Regions from separate parts of the Mus musculus genome. Here region 1 is linked to region 2. The links are chromatin contacts, called in public HiChIP or PLAC-seq maps. All regions are on one chromosome and are shown on one strand. The core of a region is the stretch at or near the end of the contact, and the rest is flanking DNA. Distances in the headings are between cores, read along the strand shown.

Evidence for each region. HiChIP or PLAC-seq counts read pairs in DNA pulled down with a chosen protein or histone mark.
Region 1: a contact with region 2 is called in an H3K4me3 HiChIP or PLAC-seq map of bone marrow-derived macrophages, with 3 times the contacts expected there. The contact joins the promoter of Rubcn here to the enhancer-like site in region 2. A contact is called at or near these places in 8 of 39 promoter capture datasets (the 3T3-L1 cell line, the C10 cell line, epiblast stem cells and 5 more), 1 of 15 datasets of contacts at CTCF or cohesin (CD8 T cells), 3 of 115 datasets of contacts at active chromatin or transcription factors (bone marrow-derived macrophages and embryonic stem cells) and 3 of 9 other capture datasets (adipose tissue, liver and pancreatic islet).

Annotation. Positions count from the first base shown.
Region 1 is chr16:32,866,767-32,870,080 of GRCm38.p6, forward strand. It overlaps Rubcn (RUN domain and cysteine-rich domain containing, Beclin 1-interacting protein), which reads right to left and starts at 1,600. Exons shown (of 19, transcript NM_172615.4): 1 at 1,327-1,600. The coding sequence starts at 1,394.
Region 2 is chr16:32,971,094-32,974,816 of GRCm38.p6, forward strand. It overlaps Lrch3 (leucine-rich repeats and calponin homology (CH) domain containing 3), which reads left to right. Exons shown (of 21, transcript NM_001081255.1): 7 at 2,787-2,880. Among named protein-coding and RNA genes, the nearest start is that of Lrch3, 59 kb to the left of the region's middle. Within about 2 kb of position 1,603, at least 44 of the 459 cell types and tissues checked have an H3K27ac peak or open chromatin away from gene starts, as enhancers often do. A contact at or near this core is called in CD8 T cells and bone marrow-derived macrophages, where this site is marked.

The sequences.
Region 1 (3,314 bases), core at 350-2,849, 100 kb before region 2:
GAAAATCCAAATAGCCCTAAAGCTTGCTTACCAGCTGCAGGGTACCATTTACATAAAACGCTTCACAGACATCTGGAGAAAAATAAATAGCCAAGTATAAAAAAGCAGAAACTAAAATGTTGAAAGGAGAAGTAAGACATCTAGTTTCATTTAGTATGCACCATTCATAGACCTCGGTCAAGAACGCCAAGCTCTACTAATTCAGTAGGCCACAGGCTATATCATAGCAGAAATATTTTCACCCAGACACTTTTCAGCTCTCCCCTAGGAATATTTTAAGGTAAATTATTTTGCTTCTAGTCGTGGGACTTCACCTGCTCTGGAGACCATCATTGTACTAAACCTATTTTAAGTGTCAAGAAAAACTCCCTCACGCCATATTTCTACTGTGCCTCTGCTCCTGCATCCTCTTAAGATGTTGAGACCCTGCTTCTGTTGTTCTTGTGGTGCTGAGGATGGAGCCCAGGGCTGCCTGCATGCTAGGCAAGCACTCTACCCTGAATTACACTCCCAACCTAAGACCAGTTGTTAATGAAGCAATCCTAAGTAGGACACACACACACACACACACACATAAGTGTAGTTGTTTAAATTTAAAAAGAAAATAATCCCCCTATTTCTAGAAGCTAAGGTTTTCTGACAATAATTCCACAAAAACTTGAGCTTATTTAGTTTGCATTGTGGAGAAGCAGCAAAGGGGCTGAAGAAAAAAGAAACAGAGGTCCTCTCAGGGCAGCAGCATCTCACTGACAAAGGACATGCACATGATTTCTGTCCCTTCAGCGAGCCCACACCCAGTGCAATCAGTTTCTTTTAACCCACGGGCCTACCTCTCCTCCTCACCCACATTCATCTCTTCCTAACCTTGCTGAGCCATTGTAATCTAAAACCGTAGCTCCCAGAATATCTTAGCACCCTTTTAAAATCGGTCTGGGTTATCACAAGTTTTAACGCAGGGCACCAATCTTGTTTCTGCTCTTATCTATAGACTTTGGCCTATAAAAATCTCACTACAGCACCTCAGTCCTTTCTCCCAGACTCTCAATGTCCACCTCTCCTCTGGCAGTCTTGTATCTTAGTTTCTTCACTGTCTTCCCTGGCCCTCAAAGAATCATACCCACAGTTGCTCACCGTCCCTAAATTCATCTCCTCCCTTGTCCTTATACACGCCCCACCAGTCCCTCCTCTTGGAAATTCTTCCCAAACAAGTCACTTGAACAGTAGCTCTACAGGATGCCGCGCCCCGCACTGCGTGTCATGCCAGCCAAGTCTCCCTGTGCTCCCGCGCACGCAAGCAGCCCCGACTGCCAGCCGCTCCCAGCCCACCTGCTCTTCTCTAGCAGACGCTCCCCATCGCCGCCGCCAAGATCCATTCCCGCGCCCTCCGGACGCATCCGGACTATAAGGCCGTCTCGGGGCCAGAGAGAGGCTCCAGGCCGCTTCGACCGCCAGGGTACCCGGAGCACCCTCAAGAGAGGGGAGGCACCATGGCTGGTGAGCTTAGAACCATGCACTACACCCTGACAGCGACAGAGTCAAGGACTGCTGCCTCAGCTGCCGCTCTACCCCTGCCACCCCCACTTCCGGCTCCAAGAACTACAATTCCCAAAAAGCCCTTCGAAGGCCATCCTTCTCCCGGCATGCACTGCCCCATCCAATCCCAGGCTCCCCTAACCTGGGTACACGTGATGTGCTAGGCGAGTTTCCCTGGGCAGGGAACCTTGATTAAAAGCTCCATGTAACTAACGACAGTCAGGAATTCGAGGGCGAACTCCTGTCACACTTTACTCAGGAAATCAGACTCTGTCGGAGGTTAAAATAGACAATAAAACTGATATAATCCTAACTCGATTAACTTCACTTCAGTCCATTCCTGATTTAATACTTCTTGGTGTTGGAAGACTCCAAGCATTTACACCAAGAGATCACAAACTGAACCAGAAAAGGGCAGTAGAAAGGCTAGGAAGACTTTGAGGGAAGGTCTCTTGCAGGAGTGATGTCGGGGTACAGGTTACTGTTTTCTTTTTCTAAATATTCTTAAATGTATATGCGTGTGCCTGAGTGTATGTGCATCACATGCTTGTAAGGTGCCCGTGAAGGCACCGGAACAGGGACCCTCTACAAGAACAGATAGTTAACCCTTGAGTCAATTCTCCACCCTGTTTTGGTACTGTAGCACAGGTTGGGCTCAAAGTCAAGACCCTCAGCCTCCAGAATGCTGAGATTATAAGCATACACCACCAAAGCCATGCAGAGCAGTTTCTAGGATAAGAGTTTAACAAGGAGGGGAGGAGAGGCAGGAAGATGGACAAAACAGCTCTCACAGGTATTAAGAAAATAGCAGTTTTGAAAATCGTTGCTTCTTAGTAATCAAAACTGAGAAAGGGCAAGATGGTTCAGTAAGTAAAGAAGCTTGCTACCGAAACTAACCACCAGAGGTCAAACCCCAGACCTCCATGGTGGAAGGAGAGAACCAACTCCTGAGAGTTATTCTCTCCCCATGAATGTACATGCATGCATGCACTAAATGTGTATACACACCCAGTATATATACACATATATAAAGTTTTTTTAAAGCAAAGGAGTGGGACACAATGATGTGGGCATTCTCATGCAAGCAAGACCAGGTTATGAAATGACATGTTAAGGAGTTGGAATCAGCCATAGAACAGTGAGTTTTATCAAATGAGAGGGTATGGCAAATGTGCTTACAAAGCTAAGTTTACAATGTGGAAAGGAGATAGAGTAGGTATCTCATTAGAGGTAAGAGCGAAGTAGATAGACTGGTGATCCCTAGACTAGTCTGTGCATGATAGTCAAGAGTAAGACAAATCAGCTGCAAGAAACAAGAGAGAATGGGGCTGGAGAGATGGCTCAGTGGTTAAGAGCACTGACTGCTCTTCTGAAAGTCCTGAGTTCAATTCCCAGCAACCACATGGGTGGCTCACAACCATCTGTAATGGGATCAGATGCCCTTTTCTGGTGTGTTTGAAGACAGCAACAGTGTACTCATACATTAAATCTTTATTTGAAAAAAGAAAAGAAAAGAAAGAAAGGAGAGAATGGCAGAAATTCTGAGCTGGACTGTTTCAGTCTTTTTCCAAGAAGGGAGTCTCACCTTAGCTGTAACTGAGTGTTGTCAAATGAACACTGGGACTTTTGGTTGCCAGCTAATACAGTATTGCTTTGTTTCCCAAAAAAAGCTAGAATCTGCCCCTAAAGGTATAATTAACTACACTTCTAAATTCTGCCAGACTATTGTTCAGACCAAGGAAAGCTTGACTCTAGGCTGAAGGTGGCCCTGTGGTTGCTAA
Region 2 (3,723 bases), core at 353-2,852:
TATTGTCTATAAAGTAGTACCTTTCATTTGTCGTTAAGGAAATAAATTTAAGCTGGTGGTATTATCACACAACATTAATCCCAGTGCTCAGAAGGCAGAGGCAGGCAGATCTGAGTTCTAGGCTAGCCTGGTCTACAGAGAGAGTCCCAGGACAGCCAGTACTACACAGAGAAACTCTGTCTCAAAAAAAGGAAGAAAAGAAAAAAGGTTTATTAGACATAGTGCAGGGACAGCTGTCTAATAGGGAACTGAGTACTGCCCACCTGAACTCCCCTGTATCAGTATAGAAAGTGGCAAGCCTTGAAAGCTGCCTTGCCTTCACATGCAGGTCTGTTATGTTTAACAAGTGAACAGAAAGGTCCCGACTGTTTTACAGAGGTTAAGTGATAGTGTCCAGTTGTCCTTTTATGTTCTGTTACACTGTGACATGACTTTATAACTCATAAAAATTATGTTCATGAACCAAAGTAATATGGAGTATCAAAGTCACTATCAGAAGATAGTTATACAGAAGATGTTAGCTGGACATGCCTGTAACCTTAGCACTTGAGAGATGGAAACAGGAGGATCAAAAATTCGAGGCCAATTTGGACAGAATAAAACCCTGTTTTAAAAAAACAACTACCACAAAAAAAAAAAAAAAAAACACCATTTATTTTAAATTTACAATTTAAAGTTGCTTTTCTACCTAGGAAGATTTTATTAGGTAAAATACTGATGCACTAATTTTTTTAATTTGATTTGCTATTTTTTTAGATTTCTAATTAAGCTCAACTTTAAAAGTATGTTTAAAAAGAAACAATAAGTAAAGGTATAAAACTCCTGAAAGTGTACCTCTGGGGCTGGGAGACCGCTCAATTGAAAGCTTAAGGACTTGAGTTTAGATCCCCAGCACCCACCTAAAAGCCTGGGCATGGCGATTCACATCTGTAATCCTTGCACTGGGGAGGCAGAGACGGGCAGATTCCTAGAACTTACTGGCCAGCCAGTCTAGCCAACTCTGAGCTCCAGGTGCAATGCAAGACAGTGCTGGAAAATAAAGTGGGGAGTGATTGAGGAACACACACACACACTGCGGATCACAGAGACAATGGCAGCTATAAAAGAAAGAATAAGTTAGACTTCATCAAACCTGGGAGAAGCTATCCATCAGAAGAAAATGTTAGCAGCCATGGCCTGGGAAACTATTTGTAAAGCAACCTGCATCCAGATGTACAACTAATACCTGCAACTTAGTAATAAAAAAACCCAATGAGAAATGAGCTTGAAAGGACTCTTCAGAAAGAGATTTATATGGTCAGTACATACACAACAAAGTACTCAATATTGTTATTGATCACAGGAATGCAAATTAAGACTAGATATCCATACAGAGCCACAGTTGAAGAAAAGTGACATAGCAAAAGTGAGGCTGTAGAGCAGCCAGGGTGCTCAGGCACTGTTTACAGAAGTGCAGGAGCAGAGCTTTCAGACAAACAGTAACCTCTACCAGGTGGAGTGGGTAGTTCTGTGAGTTTGGGGAACTAGCTACTCATTAGCCACTGGCACAGCCAGCATGCACGACAATTCCATTTCCCCGCACTCCCTGCCCCCAGCTAAGCCAGTTCTCTTTTCTACCACAAGACCCAGCAGACAGCTGACTGCTTCTGACAGTCGGTTTGGCCTGTCTCAGGGTCTTCCATGAGTCAGGATGTGGCATCTTGCACTGCTGATGCTTAGTAAAAGATCTGAGATTCTTTGATGGTTATATGTTCCTTAGTAACTGTTACTCAAGTTTCCGTACCCATTTAAGACCTAAACACCTCAGAGCAGTCGTTTACCCTAACAACAATAACAAGGTGACCAGAATTAACTACATAGAAGTGTATGAGAACAGTTCTGGCAAATAGAAATGTCTTCTGTTGTGATAGAATTACAAAGATACAGTATTTTGTTAAGATTATACTCCTAATATTTAAATATATGTAAATTTTATTTGGAAGAATATTATTAAAGATAAAAACAAGCCAGGTGTGTTGGCACACAAATTTAATCCAGTACTCAGGGGCAGCAGCACATGGATCTTTGTGAGTTCTGGCTCATCTTTGTCTACATTATGAGTTCCAGGACATCCAAGGTGAGATAGTGAACCCTATCTCAAAACAGCACAAAATTTAAAGAGTAGCTAGCACCAGTGCTGTCCATTGGCAGAGAAAGAACACTGCCAAACTTACCCGGGGAAGTCAGGATTTCACTACTGCCAAAGCCAGATAAGGATGATGTTTGTGTGAGGACCGACCTGCATTTGCATGTGTGTGAAAGCTAGCATCATTGTGTGTGAAAGAGGATCATGAGAGTGGAGGAAGAGATCTTAAGGAAATGGAAAGAGAGGGCAGTGGAAGACCTGTGCTGAAAAGCAGAAAGGGAGAAAGAAAACAGCTAGAAGGGAGGGAGGGAGGGAGATGAACCCATGGCGACAAAGTGTGCTGGCACCAAGTATGAGAGGCTGTTAGGAGAAATCCACTGCTTGGTAAGATGGCATTAAAACTGAGTGCAGTGAAAACAAAGTTGAGCAGTGGTACTTTTCAAACTGGATACTGAGTTTGGGGCCTCGTACTATTCTGTTTACTTTGTTCCTATTTGGGATTTTCTTCTTTAAAAGTTCAGAGAATGCTCACTTAGCTCAAATATTTATGTGGCCAAGTGTCATGAGCGTGTTGGTTAATAAAATTATAACTGGTTAATTTCAAATGCTACTTTGAAAAATATAAAACCTCATAGTAACATGTAACACTTATTTTGGACAGCCATGAAGAACTGTACTCAGGCCGTCCTTACGGAGCCCTGGATTCAGGCTTCAATAGTGTGGATAGTGGTGATAAGAGATGGTCAGGGAATGAGGTAAGTGTTCTGTTCATGTGTTAAAAATCCTGATTTTGAAAAATAAATTAAATTAAGGGGAATATCTAAATTGGAATTCAATTTATTAGGTAAAATAGAGAAATGTCAAAGAGCAAAAACCCTACATAGTCCTACCACCTGGGAATTCTACACTGTTTCTTTTAAAAGCACCTTTTGCCATGTATCCTCTTTCAGATTTGTTACCCAGTCTTATGCACAGATATTCTGGAAAGCTGAGTAGGAAGTGAGGTGGTTAAAGCTGAAGCCTAGTGGCTGTGGTAACACATTTCTATAACCCTAGCTAGCTCTCAGGAGGCTGAGGCAGGAGGACCATGGTTTGAAGATAGCCTGGCCTATGCAGTAAGTTCCAGAACAGCTTGCACTGCATAGCAACTGTCTCAACCCCATGAGAAGCCCTGACATCCATGTGAGGGCCAGGGTGGTCTGCGGCGGAGATGGTGATAGAATGGGTGTGCTGGAGGCTGGGAAAGTGCGCAGGACTGGACACTGATGGGTGAGGAAGGGGAACCTGAGCTTTAAGTGACAGCTCAAAAGTGGAGTCCTCTCCAGCAGGCACTGGCTGGAGCCCCACAGAAGGTGGCACAGCTCAGTGAGTTCATTCACATGCCACAAATTGCATGGGTTCTTGTTTTGATTAATTAATTCTATTAGAGTTTCCAATGAAATCCATTGCTTTGTAAAATTACTAGGATATATTTTAACTACCAATTAAAGGACTACACGTTTGCTAGAGGTGCTGATAACAGCCATTTTATAACACTGTGTCATTGAGATTCCAGACAGAAGCCTGGTGAGTAGCACAGTGCCTTGAATGCCTTCAAT